Linked DNA regions of Pan troglodytes: region 2 is linked to region 1. The links are chromatin contacts, called in public HiChIP or PLAC-seq maps. All regions are on one chromosome and are shown on one strand. The core of a region is the stretch at or near the end of the contact, and the rest is flanking DNA. Distances in the headings are between cores, read along the strand shown.

Region 1 (2,973 bases), core at 185-2,684:
GCCCCGCCCCCTCCAGCCCCATCTCTGTCTCAAGGAGAGCAGGGTAGGTGAAAGTCTAGAGAAAGAGGCTACCTGCCCAGGGTCACAGCAAGGCTGGGACCATGGCAAGCTTGGAACCAGGACTTCTACCTCCCAACCCCAGCAGCCTGAATACTATGCCCTCTTGCTTTGGGGGTAACTCCCGAAAACCCTGCCTTACCTCTCCCTTCCCCCTAACATTAAACTATTTGGCATGAGTGGTCAGAGCACTTCTGTCGTCGTGGTCAGGGTGGGTGGGGGCCTCAGGAACTCCCAGACCCATCATAGTCCCCACATCAGCCCTGTAGGCATCCCGAAGCTCTGCCCAGTGCCGTCCGCATCCCTGGGAGCACACAGTAATATTAAAAGTGGTGACTCCAGCCCAGTGGCAGGGCTGCACTTGCCCAGATGAGGATCGAAACTGGCGCTCAGAGAGGCGCGGACCTGCTCAACGTCACACAGCAGAGCATGGCGGACACCCGCCACCCCACGTTTAAATGCTGTGCGCAAGGCTGGGGTCATCTGGTCCCCAAGCCCAGGGTCTGGTGGAAGGGCGCAGAACCACGGTGGTCAGTGACCACAGGGGCCGAGGTAGGAACGGGGGAGGCATTTGGGAATCCGGTCAAGACTCAAGGCAGGAAGGGAGAAGAGCTCTGGACTCTGGGACAAGGAGGTCAAAGGCCTGGGGCTGGAGTCCGACGAAGCCAGAGGGGAAGACAAGACTGGGGGCGGCGCGCGCCACCCAGCGGTATCGGGAGGGAGGACCGGAGGGAGGGCTGGGCCGGACGCTCCTCTCGCGCACCGATCGACCTGGGTTCCTAGAGGGGCGTCCCCGTGGGATCCCGGCTCCGTACATCCTGGAGCCCCTAGGGGAGGGACGGACCAGTGGGGGCCGGCGGGGCCTCATCAGACACCCCAACGCCAGGACCCAACGGGACCGAGGACGGTCGCCGGGCGCTTCACGGTTCGCGTGGTTCCAGGATCTCGGAGAACACAACCGGCAGGTCCTGCAGCTCCGCGCCCATCTCCCTCCCCGCGGCCACACCCCCGGCCACGGCCCGGCCCTGCCGGAAGCACAGTCCGCCTGGCCACGCCCCCCAGTCCTTCGTAGCAAAAGCTCCGGTCCAGGCCCCGCCCCCAGCCCGCCCCAACCTCGATTGCCTACTAGGCCCCGCCACCCTTTCGCAGTAACGTCCGGGTCCGGCTCCCGCGCAGGCCCCGCCCCGCCCCGCCGCCCTCCGTCCCTCCCATCCGGGGGACTCAACGCGTCCCACCGAGGCCCCACCTTCAAACAGGCCCCGCCCCCTAATGGACCCCGTCCCACCGAGGACCCGCCTTCAAACAGGCCCCGCCCCCGAACAGACCCAGTCCCACCGAGGCCCCGTCTCCGGGCAGGCCCCGCCCACGAACAGACCCACCCCACTGAGGCCCCCCGACGCCGCTGCCGCTCCGCAGCCCCCCAGGCGGGACGCGTCGCGCGGGCTGCCCCTTCTCCCTCTCAGCTTCCGGAGGGACCCGGGCTGAGTGCCCCGCCCCGCCTCGCCCTGCCTCGCCCCGCCTCGCCCCGCCTCGCCTCTTCCCTCGCCCGATCCCGCGCCCTCAGTGTCCCGGCCGCGCAGGACTTGACATGCTGCCCGACTGCCTGTCGGCCGAGGGCGAGCTGCGCTGCCGCCGGCTGCTGGCAGGGGCCACGGCCCGGCTCCGCGCGCGGCCCGCGTCGGCCGCGGTGCTCGTGCCGCTCTGCTCAGTGCGTGGGGTCCCGGCGCTGCTGTACACGCTGCGGTCCAGCCGCCTGACCGGGAGGCACAAGGGCGACGTCAGGTACAGCGGCCGGGAACTCCTAGCCCTTTGCCGGAGGCCACAGGAGCCCGGGGCTGGCAGGGACCTCTGGCAGGGCACTTAGCCCCTTCGAGCCTCGGTTTCCGCCTCCGTAAAATGGGTCTGGGGAGAGTCCCTCCGCCCAAGGGCTGCGGCGAGAGGTCAGCGATCCGTGTCCGTCGGCCCCGGTGCACCTGCCCGGGCGCCACGTCCTCGCCGCGTGGGCCCGTCGTACGCGTCCTTGCGCGCACGCCTGGGCCGGGACACCCCTTTGAGCTGTTTCCCGCTTAGAGGGCGGACGCCGCCCCCTGCCGGCGACTACGGAGAGATTCGAGCCCCGCCCGGCGGGAATTAAGAACATCCTGAGGACAATGTCAGTGTTATTGGGGCCACCATAGGCCGAATTTGGGTATCTGAGCCCCAGGATCTTCTTGCCCCTGCTGCAGACCCTCTTATCCTGCGCTGTCCCGGGACTCTCTTCCTTATCCCCATTGCTCAGGGAGGTAAACTGGCCTCCAGAGGTCGCGTGGCTTGCCTGGGGCCTCCCAGTAAACTAGGGGCAGAGGCAGGCGACACTTTGGTGGGCCAGTGGCCCCCCCGCACTGCCGACACCCCGACCTCTCCGTGGCCCCAAGAGTCCAAGGACCAGACTCCTTGTGTCTGTTTAGTTTCCCAGGCGGCAAGTGCGACCCGGCTGACCAAGATGTGGTGCACACGGCCCTGCGGGAAACCCGGGAGGAGCTGGGCCTGGCAGTGCCCGAGGAGCACGTGTGGGGCCTGCTGCGGCCTGTGTATGATCCGGTGAGCCACTTGGCTGAGGCCACCCCACCCCATTCACTCACTCTGTGCCTGCCCTGGAGCTGGGCTCCCAGGGACCAGGAGAGTGGTCATGGACCCCCACGGGCACAAAGTGTGGAAGGGTGCCCCTAACCTGCCTGGTCACATGCACCACCCCACACACCCCCTCGGGAAGGGATTGGGGAGGCTCTGGTGCCCTGAGTAGAGGTGGCCCAGGGCGATGGGGTGGTCCAGCTCCACTCAGTTTGGTGGATTAGGGTCAGGGAAGCTTCATGGGGTAGGCAGGGATTGAACCCAGGCTTGAATGCCAAGTGGGAGATTGTCCTAAGCAGAGGGAAC
Region 2 (3,178 bases), core at 488-2,987, 310 kb before region 1:
AAGGGCAGACAGGAGAAGTGCTTGGGCTGTGCCCACCGCCCACACCCGAATCGGCCTCCAAAAGGAGGAAGCTGCTGATAGGGCAGGTGAGGGCAGTGGGAGGAGCTCTGTTTTGAAGATGAGACCCGCTTCTGCCTCCGTCAGCCATGTGCCCTCAGCGAGTCACCGTGCCTCAGTTTCCCTCTGTGGAAGGCGGTAATGAGCATCATGTCTACCAGCCAAAGTCAAGGTCGAGAATGAGGGCAAATGAGGGAGGCGCTGTGCGTCAGTGTTAGTTGGACTTAGTCCAGTTCTTGTGATGGGTGGTCGTCCACGGCCTCGATTCATCATCCTTTGTGGAGGATGATGGCCCTGGAGCCGCAGGGGAAAACTAAGGCAGGCTGCGGCTCTTCCTGGCATCTGACTGAGCTGCCTGCCCTGCCCGCCTCCTCTCTGTGGCAAGGGCAGCCTCTCTCCCCTCCCAGGGCCTTGACACTGGCTGGTCCCACTACCCGCCCATATCCTAGGCACCCCCTTTCCCCAACACGCTTCAATTCACACTCCAGGTCTGCGCTTCCTTGGGCACCTGCCGGCACCAAGTTCCAGGCATCTGCACGCCTATGCCAACCTCAACTTCTTGGAGGTCCTCCGCACCCGCTTCCTGATTTATTCTGCATTTTTCACCCGAATGCTGAATGAGGGCTCTGGCTCAAGCCCTGACTAGTTGTCATAGAGGTCACGGAACTCCCTGTGCCTCAGTTTCCCTAGGTGTAAAGTGGGACCCACATGGCCCCCACCTCCGGGGGTCGTCCTGACGCGTGAGAGGGAGGATGCGCGGAGGCCCTGGGCAGCCCCGCAGGGGCCGGGAGCGCGCTCATCGTTCTGTTGTCTGGACTACAAGATCGATGCCCAGGCAAGCTTCGCAGCTCCCCGGCTCGCAGGCGGCCCGGTCCCTCAGGATCTCCCCGCCAGCCCGGGATCCCCGAGGAGGGACCGCACGGCCAGCGCGCAGGGCACACCCGGAGTGGAGCGGAGCACGGCGCGGGGCACATAGTGGGTGCTGGGGGCGGCGGGGCCCGCGGGGGGCCAGGCCAAGGCGCGCCCGCTCTCCTCCTCCCTCGCATGCTCCGCGCAGGAACGCTCAGCCTACCCACACGGTCTTAGGGTGCATCTGCTGCCAGTGACCCCCATTCCCACAACAAAAACGCTCGTCTGCCCGGGGCCACCTCCCTCGGAGCAACTGGGACGCGCGGCGGGAGGGGGGGGGTCCCCTTCCCCAGGGCTGCAGCCCGAGAGGCTGGCTCTAGAGCCGTCCCTGGTAGGGGCAGGTGTGCAAAGACCCAAGGCCCGGGACAGCCGCCGCGGTCCCGCGGGGACCGGGACCGGAATGCGGTCGCGTAAGGGCTGCAGGGGACCCTAAGGTGGCGCCCGCGGGGCGCGGGCGACGCCGCCTCAGCCGCGATTTAAAGGGCAGGGAGGGCGGAGGGATCCCAGCCGCCTACCGGCCGGCCGCGAATCCCTCCGCCACGAGGGGAGGCGACGGCTCGCTCCGAATCGCCCTTTGTCCCTCCGCCGTCGGGAGCGCCCGGCACAGAATTCGCTCCCCGCGCGTGCCCGCGTCCCGCACAGAGCCCCCGTGGAAGCGCCGCGGCGGCTGGGCCGGGCGGGAGGCGCGCGCACACTGTGGCGGCTGCGCCGCACGGTGTCCCTCCGCCGTCGAGGCCGCGGCCTTCTTTTCGTATCCTTCCACCGTGCCCGGGCGGGGTCCAGGCGGCTCACCGGGGGCGGCGACGCGGCGGCGGTGCGGGCGGCAGGGCTGCGGGGCGATGAGGTGAGGACGCCCGGGAACCGGAGGCGGCACCGCGCGGCGCACGGACCTGGGACGCGGAGTCCTGAAGCCGGCGGACGGTTTTCGTACGGGTGGCCGTGCGCGAGGCGGAGGTGAGGCCCCGGGTGGCGGGGCGCGGGGGCGGGCGCCGGGGGCGCGGCGAGCCGAGGCCGGGGGCGCGGGGGGCGCGACGGCGGTGGCGGCGGCCGGTTGGGGGCGGGGGGCTCGGACGCTGCGGGGACTCATTTTTCCCGTCAGCGGAGGGAGCGAGCGGTGCTGCGGCCCGCGCCGCCATCTTGGATTTTACTCTCCATTTTTCTCTGGAATTATTTTTGGTGATTAATTTTCTGGGGGGGACTGGGACGCGGGGCCCGGCGGCGCGGACCCGCATCGCAGCGGCCGGGCAGCGGGGCCTGGGACGCGCCCCGAGGAGGAGCGGGGCGGCGCAGGCGGTGAGTCGGGGGAGGGGCGGGCGCCGGCGAGGGTGTGCGGGGGGCGGCCTCGGTGACGGGGCGGGCGGGGACGTGGGGGACCGCGGGCCCAGGCCGGTCGCAGGGCTCTGGGGCCAGGGCGGGTGGGGCCGGGGCCGGGCGCAAGCGGCCGGGCGCGGGGGGCGGGGCTGCGGCCGGGCCGGTGCGGGGCCGGCGCGGGGCCTGCAGTGGTGGCCGCGGCCGGAAGGGAGCGGTAGCGGCCGCCGGGCAGCGTCGGGGCCGGGCCCGCGGCCGCACGAGGGGAGCAGCCCCGCCGCTCGCGATTGGGGGACTCTGTTTTCCCTTTTCTCCAATGGGCAGCCGTGAACCGTCTCGCCCAATCTGCTCCCACTGCCGCGCTGAACTTTTTGTTTTTGTTTTGGCCCGAGCGCATTTCGGAGCCCTCCCGAGCTCGTCCTGCAGCCCACCCTCCTCCCCGACGGCGCCCCTGGCCGTGGCCCGGCGACCCCGCGGCCGCTGCCTCTCCTTTGTGCTTTATCCGCTCTCCCTGCGTCCCCTGGTGTCTGTCTGTCCTTCCACGTATCCGCGGATGATGTGCACCGTTGTCACCTCCGCCTTGGAAGGAGGAACAATGACAACTCGATGCAACTTGCTGGATTAAGATAGAAACAAGTTGGGTGCTGAGAAATTCAGTCTGTTTGGGTTTATTGGACCCGGGTCTGAAACAGTAACTTAACGATTTATTAAGTGGTGGAACTTTCGGAATACTGGGGAGGTGAACATGTGTTCTTTCAAGTTAATTTTTAAGAATTTGCCAAATGAAATTTACCTGGAGTGGGGGGAGTTTTCCTTAGAATAGAGGGCAGGTGAATTAATTTGATTGATTGTGGTTCTTTGTGATGTGGCCCTTTTTCGATTTAAACCAGTTTGATATAAAGTG

Evidence for each region. HiChIP or PLAC-seq counts read pairs in DNA pulled down with a chosen protein or histone mark.
Region 2: a contact with region 1 is called in an H3K4me3 HiChIP or PLAC-seq map of stem cell-derived excitatory neurons, with 6 times the contacts expected there. The contact joins the promoter of KMT5B here to the promoter of NUDT8 in region 1. A contact is called at or near these places in 1 of 7 Hi-C or Micro-C datasets (stem cell-derived neural progenitor cells) and 1 of 1 datasets of contacts at active chromatin or transcription factors (stem cell-derived excitatory neurons).

Annotation. Positions count from the first base shown.
Region 1 is chr9:69,949,206-69,952,178 of NHGRI_mPanTro3-v2.0_pri, reverse strand. It overlaps NUDT8 (nudix hydrolase 8), which reads left to right and starts at 1,434. Exons shown (of 4, transcript XM_522294.9): 1 at 1,434-1,839; 2 at 2,505-2,637. The coding sequence starts at 1,646. It overlaps TBX10 (T-box transcription factor 10), which reads left to right. Exons shown (of 7, transcript XM_016921381.3): 7 at 1-236.
Region 2 is chr9:70,254,928-70,258,105 of NHGRI_mPanTro3-v2.0_pri, reverse strand. KMT5B (lysine methyltransferase 5B) reads left to right here and starts at 1,737. Exons shown (of 11, transcript XM_009423578.5): 1 at 1,737-1,920.